Linked DNA regions of Sus scrofa: region 1 is linked to region 2. Evidence: chromatin contacts called from public HiChIP or PLAC-seq data. All regions are on one chromosome and are shown on one strand. The core of a region is the stretch at or near the end of the contact, and the rest is flanking DNA. Distances in the headings are between cores, read along the strand shown. Region 1 overlaps NTN1 (netrin-1). Region 2 has its middle 11 kb from the start of NTN1.

Region 1 (2,893 bases), core at 117-2,616, 210 kb before region 2:
TAGTTCTATCATGTGGGGCCCACGTTACAAGTTCCATCTGGGTCCATTACAATTCTAACCAAAAAAAAAAGAAAAAAAAACCTTAAAAAAAATCCACAACTTTTTCATGTCATTAAATATATTCATATATAATAACTGTAATATATTAGTATGCATTGGAAAGGAACATTGACCCAAACAATATGTCATGGTCACAACTAAACATTTACAATTCTGAGTGAACAGAACTCCGAAAGGCAGGAGGGAGTCGGGGAGGGTGGGAGGCGCTGGGGAGCAGGAGGGGAGTGGGGCTGGCGGGGTCTGGGCGCGGACACGCTTGGGTACCCTAGGGTGCGGCCGGGCTGTGGTCCGGGTCTGGGCCCCGTAACCCCACTGCGGTTGCTCCACGCTCCAGCCTGCCTTTGAACACGGAGACCCTGATATTTTTCAGTTACCTAAAGGGACCAGCTCCTGATCCCTCGGGGTCTCCGTGATTTCTATCGCGGCGCAGCCCGGGCAACTCAAGGCGGTCTGTGCCTGTTGCTGCGGCTACTGCAGAGGCAGAGCCCCAGTGGGCAGCTCCCGGCCTCCCCTGCTTGGGCCGCAGAGCTCCCTCCCTCCCTCCCTGGCAGCTGTGGGACCTGAGGCTGCTGTCCCTGCGCCGCTCGCTCGCTCGGCACAGAAGCCTCAGCCTGCAGGCAGGTCCAGGGGGCAGCCCCCCATCTGTCCCCTCACCTCCACCCCAACCTTCAGCGTCACCGTGTGGCAGAAAAGCAGGGACCCCGCACCACCCAGCAGGTAAGGACAAGGACAACTGGGAATCTTTTTCTTTTAAAGACTAATCTGGTATGTTTTTCTTCAAGCACCTACACATCACAAGTCTGGTTAATACACTCTTCGAACGCTAGCGCCACTCCACACCCTCTCCTAACTGTACAAACCGCAACACCTCACCTCCTGGTTCCATCTCCCGGGGCGGGGGCGGGGGAGGAAGAGACGCTTCCCGAGGCTGGGTCCTCACTGCCACCTGCGGGGCTGGGTTCAGAGGTGGCCGGGGTTCGGGCTGGGCCTGTGACGCGGGGAAGGCAGCCCGTGTGGACAAATGCCAACCTGGCCGAGCTGCCACCTTGACCGTCCGCAGAGGCCAGGCCCCTTTGTCCTTGGGGTGCTGAGCAGGAGGGCGAGGCTGGAGCCTGGCTGACCAGGAAGCACAGTGCCCTGCTGCTGGGCAGGCCGCTGGCTCCAGAGCAGGGGCGCCTGGGACGCCAGCAGTGCGAGCCCCTCGGGGACGTGGGGGGGAGACTCCGGCCCAGGGCCGGAGGGGGCGGGGCTGCCACAGCCCTTCCAGGCAGAGCAGAGCAGCCGGGCTGGTGTGAACAGAAGCAGGACGACTGTCTGAGCAGGGCAGTGCCTCGCAAGGACTGGGCCGACAAAACGCACGCACACCACACGGGGCGTTGGAGGGCTGCTGCCTGCTTGGAAAAGCGCCTTGGCTCTCAGCCTTGGTCCTGGATCCCGCTGAGACCAGTACGCCTTCCCAGGGCTGTTCTGTCTTCTCCCTGTCTCTGGGGGCGTCTCTGAAATGCCCCCAAACACCTCCAGGCAGCCAAACAGCCTCAGGATTAGCTGAGGCCAGGCTTCCAGAGACTTGCCCACCAGCCTGGCTGCCACCTCTGAAGATGACACTGTGCCCAACCTCAGTGGTGACTCACCTGGCAGTATTCCCCTGCAGCCCGAGAAGAACTGAGTAGGGGCCGCAGAGCTTGCGTGCAACGAGGCCTGTGGTCCGAGAGCCCAGCTCCAGTCTGAATCCAGTTCTCCCACTTTCCTGCCCAGTGACCTTGGGCTTCATTTTACTCCATGTCAGTGGGGGTGAGAACCCCTGTCTCACAGGGTTGGTGTGAAGATAACATGAGGTCGCAGGAGTAAAGTGCCTGGCACAGAGCAGGTGCCCAGTACACGGCAGCTGCGACACGGGCCGAAGCAGGGAGGCAGAGGGAACCCAGACCAGGAGGGCCCAAGCTTCCTGCTGGGCTACGACCCTTTTGCGCTGCCAAACTCCAGCAGGGAAGATAAAACCAATTTCCTCTCTGAGAAGAGCCAGGCCTTGACTTTCAGTGTGCGGGCAGGTCTGGGGGGCCCCGGGGCAGTGCAGCGGGCTCGGGCAGGTGGCTGGGCAGGGGCATAAGCCTGTGTGAGGACATCGGACCCCGTGGACCAGGGCTGCCTGCTTGGGGACAGTATCTCTAGGAAGCTTTAGAAAGGATGCCTGGCTGTCCTTGGGGGCGAGGAGGCGTCCACCAAGGAGGCAGCTGCCGAGGAGCGTGGCCAGGTGCAGCCTAGGCCTTACCAGGAAAGCTGCGGAGGCAGCCCGGCCTGGAAGGGCTGTAGCAGGCTTTCTCAGCCTAGCAGCCTCGGGCCCTGCTCCAGGAGGTGGCAACTGCTTCCTTGGTACCCAGAAACCCAGTGGTCCTGCCCCTGCCAGCCCACACCGCAGGTGCTCAGGCACCTCAAGGCACGGCGGTCCCCACTTCCCCCAGCCATCCGAGCGCCTTAGCCTATGTTCCAGGCCCTCCCCAGCTGTTGACACCGCTGAGGGGCCTTGTGGGAGCTGATGTCATTACACAAACAGTGTCACTGCCGTAAACCCAGCCAGCGCCCCTTCCCCCTCCCCTGGAAAATGTCATAAAGGGTCTGCTTCCAACTTTCCAAAAAGGAAACGGAGGGTTTGCATTTGCAGTGCTGCCTCCAACCCAAAGCGCCAGCAGGCGCGGTGGCCGACCACGACCACCCGGCTCGGGCCTCTCGGGGGTGTCCCTGGCCCCATTGCCCTCGATCTGGGCCAGAATCCTGGTCCAGCATCCACCCCCCAGCTGGGCGGGGGCAGGACCAGCAGGAGCTTCACTGCTCTGGC
Region 2 (2,824 bases), core at 99-2,598:
CTACAATAGGATTTGGTCTTGTGGTTACCTCGAGGCTTTCTTGAAACATCTTACAGAGATAACAGTCTGTTTTAAGGTAGTAACAACTTACCTTCGAGGGCATACAAAAAGTCTACCTTTCACTCCCTCCTTTTATATGTTTTTGCTGTCACAGTTTAAATCTTGTAATATTGCATATTCATCAACAAATTATGGTAACTATAGCTATTGTAAATACTTTTAGCCCTTATACTAGAGTTAAGTGGTTAATACACCTCTGTACTACAGTATTAGAGGGTCCTAAATCTGACTATATACTTTCTTTTACCAGTGTGTTATATATTTTCACATCTTCTCATGTTACCAATTAGTGTCCTTTTGTTTCATCTTAAAGAATTGGTTTTTTTTTTTTTTCTTTTTAGAGTCATACCCACGGCATATGGAAGTTCCCAGGCCAGGAGTCAAATCAGAGCTGTAGCCGCCAGCCTACGCCACAGCCACAGCCACGCCAGATCCCAGACGCATCTGCGACCTACACCACAGCTCACGGCAACACCGGATCCTTCACCCACGGAGCAGGGCCAGGGATTGAACCTGCATCCTCATGGGTATTAGTTGGATTTGTTACCGCTGAGCCACAAGGGGAACTCCAAGAATTCTTTTTAGCATTTCTTATAAGGCAGATCTAGGGGTGAGGAACCCCCAAGTTTTTGTTTTTGGGGGGAACGTCTTTATATGGCCTTTATCAGCTTTGAAATCATTTGAGAGGCAGTGAGTAGTGAAGGGGCAGGCCCCAGACAACCTGCTTTAGAAACCCTGGCCCCACCGCATACTTACCATGTAAATTTAGGCAAGTTATTGCGGCCCTGGGCCTCTATTTCCTCATCTCCAAAATGGAGATAATTAACAGCACTGACTTTTCAAGGTCATTACATGGATTAAATGACATGTTACACAGAAAGCACTTGGAAGGCCACTGGCCCTCCTTAGATTTCATCAGACGCTGCCCCTGTGAGGCCTGGCTTCCCACCAGCCACAGAAGGAAGGATGGCAGAGCCAGAGCAGCTGGCACTGGAACCAGAGCCTGTGATCTTCCTATGGGCTCTTTCCGGCCCTGCTGGCCTGGCGTCAGAACTCTCGTTACAGCCAAGAACCTGGACCTGGACAGCCTTGAATGGCACCCACTGGGTTGGCAAACCCTTCTGAGTGCTGGTTGGCAGGTGGTTTGTGCCCAGGAAACCTCTGTGTATGTTGCAGACAATTACGCCAAGAGTTCTACCTCCACTGTCATCGGAGTGTGCCTGTGAGGGTTCGGAGGTGGTGGAAGGGTGGGTGGAAGGCGGGCTGGTGATGGTCTCAGCCTGTGAGATCCCTGCCCTGCCAGAGAAAAGGGCAGGACATTTCGTCCTGGGTAGCTCGCCCGCCCTCAACTGGAGGCCTGTTCGCCTCTTTCTAAAATACCAGCGCCCCCTAGTGGGAGGAAGTCTCCAGTCACATCCCAGAGTTCTTCACCTGGATTGTTCCGTTCAGAGGAGAAAAATAGACGTCTTCATTTTTACTCACTTTCAGTGGAAACTGGGCATTTATTTTCTTTTTGTCTTCTTTTTTGGTTGCCCCATGGCATATGGAGTTCCCCGGCCAGTGATCAGATCTGAGTCAAGGTTCGATCTATGCTGCACCTGCAGCAATGCCGGATCCTTTAACCCACTGTGCCGGGAAGGGGACCGAACCTGCGTCCTGCCGCTACAGAGATGCAGATCCCATTGCACCACAGCGGGAACTCAGAGTGTTTCTTTTAATCACAGACATATGTGCCCAACCACAGAGGTGCCAACAAACAGAACCTGTGACTTTATCAGCAGTACATTAACTGGCATTTTTAGATCACACTATAGTTGTTGCTGATAATAGAAGTATCAGTTACGTTTATCACTGACTAGAAATTATGCCAGCTATTAGCTCTGCCTGGGAGCATGTTATTTAGCACATTAACAAAGAAGCACATATGTTACCAGCTTTCCAATTTATTTTTATTTATGTTAAAGCTGTAATACAAAACCGTTGTTTTCTTTTGGGTCCTATGTGTTTTATTTTTTGAAGTTAAAACGGTCTTCTGAAATAGAGTCCATAGGCTTTGCTGGACTGCCAAAGGGGCCCATGCCATAAAAATGGTTAAGGACCCTGGCTTTAGAAGGAGCTGGTTTAATCAGATCCTCTCCTGCGGCCGAGGGAGGGGCTGCGGACCGCGGTGTAAGGACAGGATTCAGAACAGCCAGGATCGAGGAGAGAGGGGGTCGGAGGTGGGAAGTGGGGACGAGAGGTACACCCCCCGTGCTCTGCCTTAGACTGACGCCCCTCTGACACAGCGGCCTGAGTCCAGACGTCAACATCGGACTCTCCAAATCCTGCTGATGTTAGTGCATGGCGGGGGTGCCAGCCAACACTGACAATGACGTTGACTTGTTAGACAAACCCATGACAAACTAGGAGCCAGAGTGAGTCTCACAGAACTAGGCAGACTTGCCTTATGGAGAGAAGAAGGCTTCCAGATTGAAGGGTATAAACCGCCACGTTTGGAGATAGAAAGACGAAAGACGTCTACTTTTTTTTTTTTTTTTTGGTCTTTTTGCCATTTTCTTGGGCCGCTTCTGGGTCTAATCGGAGCTGTAGCCACTGGCCTACACCAGAGCCACAGCAACTCAGGATCCGAGCCGCGTCTGTGATCTACACCACAGCTCTCGGCAACGCCAGATCCTTAACCCACTGAGTGAGGGCAGGGACCGAACCCTCAACCTCATGGTTCCTAGTCAGATTCATTAATCACTGCGCCACGACGGGAACTCCA

Evidence for each region. HiChIP or PLAC-seq counts read pairs in DNA pulled down with a chosen protein or histone mark.
Region 1: an H3K27ac HiChIP or PLAC-seq map of skeletal muscle shows a contact between it and region 2. The contact joins two enhancer-like sites. A contact is called at or near these places in 1 of 47 Hi-C or Micro-C datasets (embryonic fibroblasts) and 1 of 2 datasets of contacts at active chromatin or transcription factors (skeletal muscle).

What each region holds. Positions count from the first base shown.
Region 1 is chr12:54,289,259-54,292,151 of Sscrofa11.1, reverse strand. It overlaps NTN1 (netrin-1), which reads right to left. Exons shown (of 8, transcript NM_001044548.1): 8 at 1-54. The coding sequence ends at 47. Among named protein-coding and RNA genes, the nearest start is that of TRNAE-UUC, 130 kb to the right of the region's middle. Within about 2 kb of position 1,366, at least 16 of the 83 cell types and tissues checked have an H3K27ac peak or open chromatin away from gene starts, as enhancers often do. A contact at or near this core is called in skeletal muscle, where this site is marked.
Region 2 is chr12:54,077,480-54,080,303 of Sscrofa11.1, reverse strand. No RefSeq gene overlaps it. Among named protein-coding and RNA genes, the nearest start is that of NTN1, 11 kb to the left of the region's middle. Within about 2 kb of position 1,348, at least 4 of the 83 cell types and tissues checked have an H3K27ac peak or open chromatin away from gene starts, as enhancers often do. A contact at or near this core is called in skeletal muscle, where this site is marked.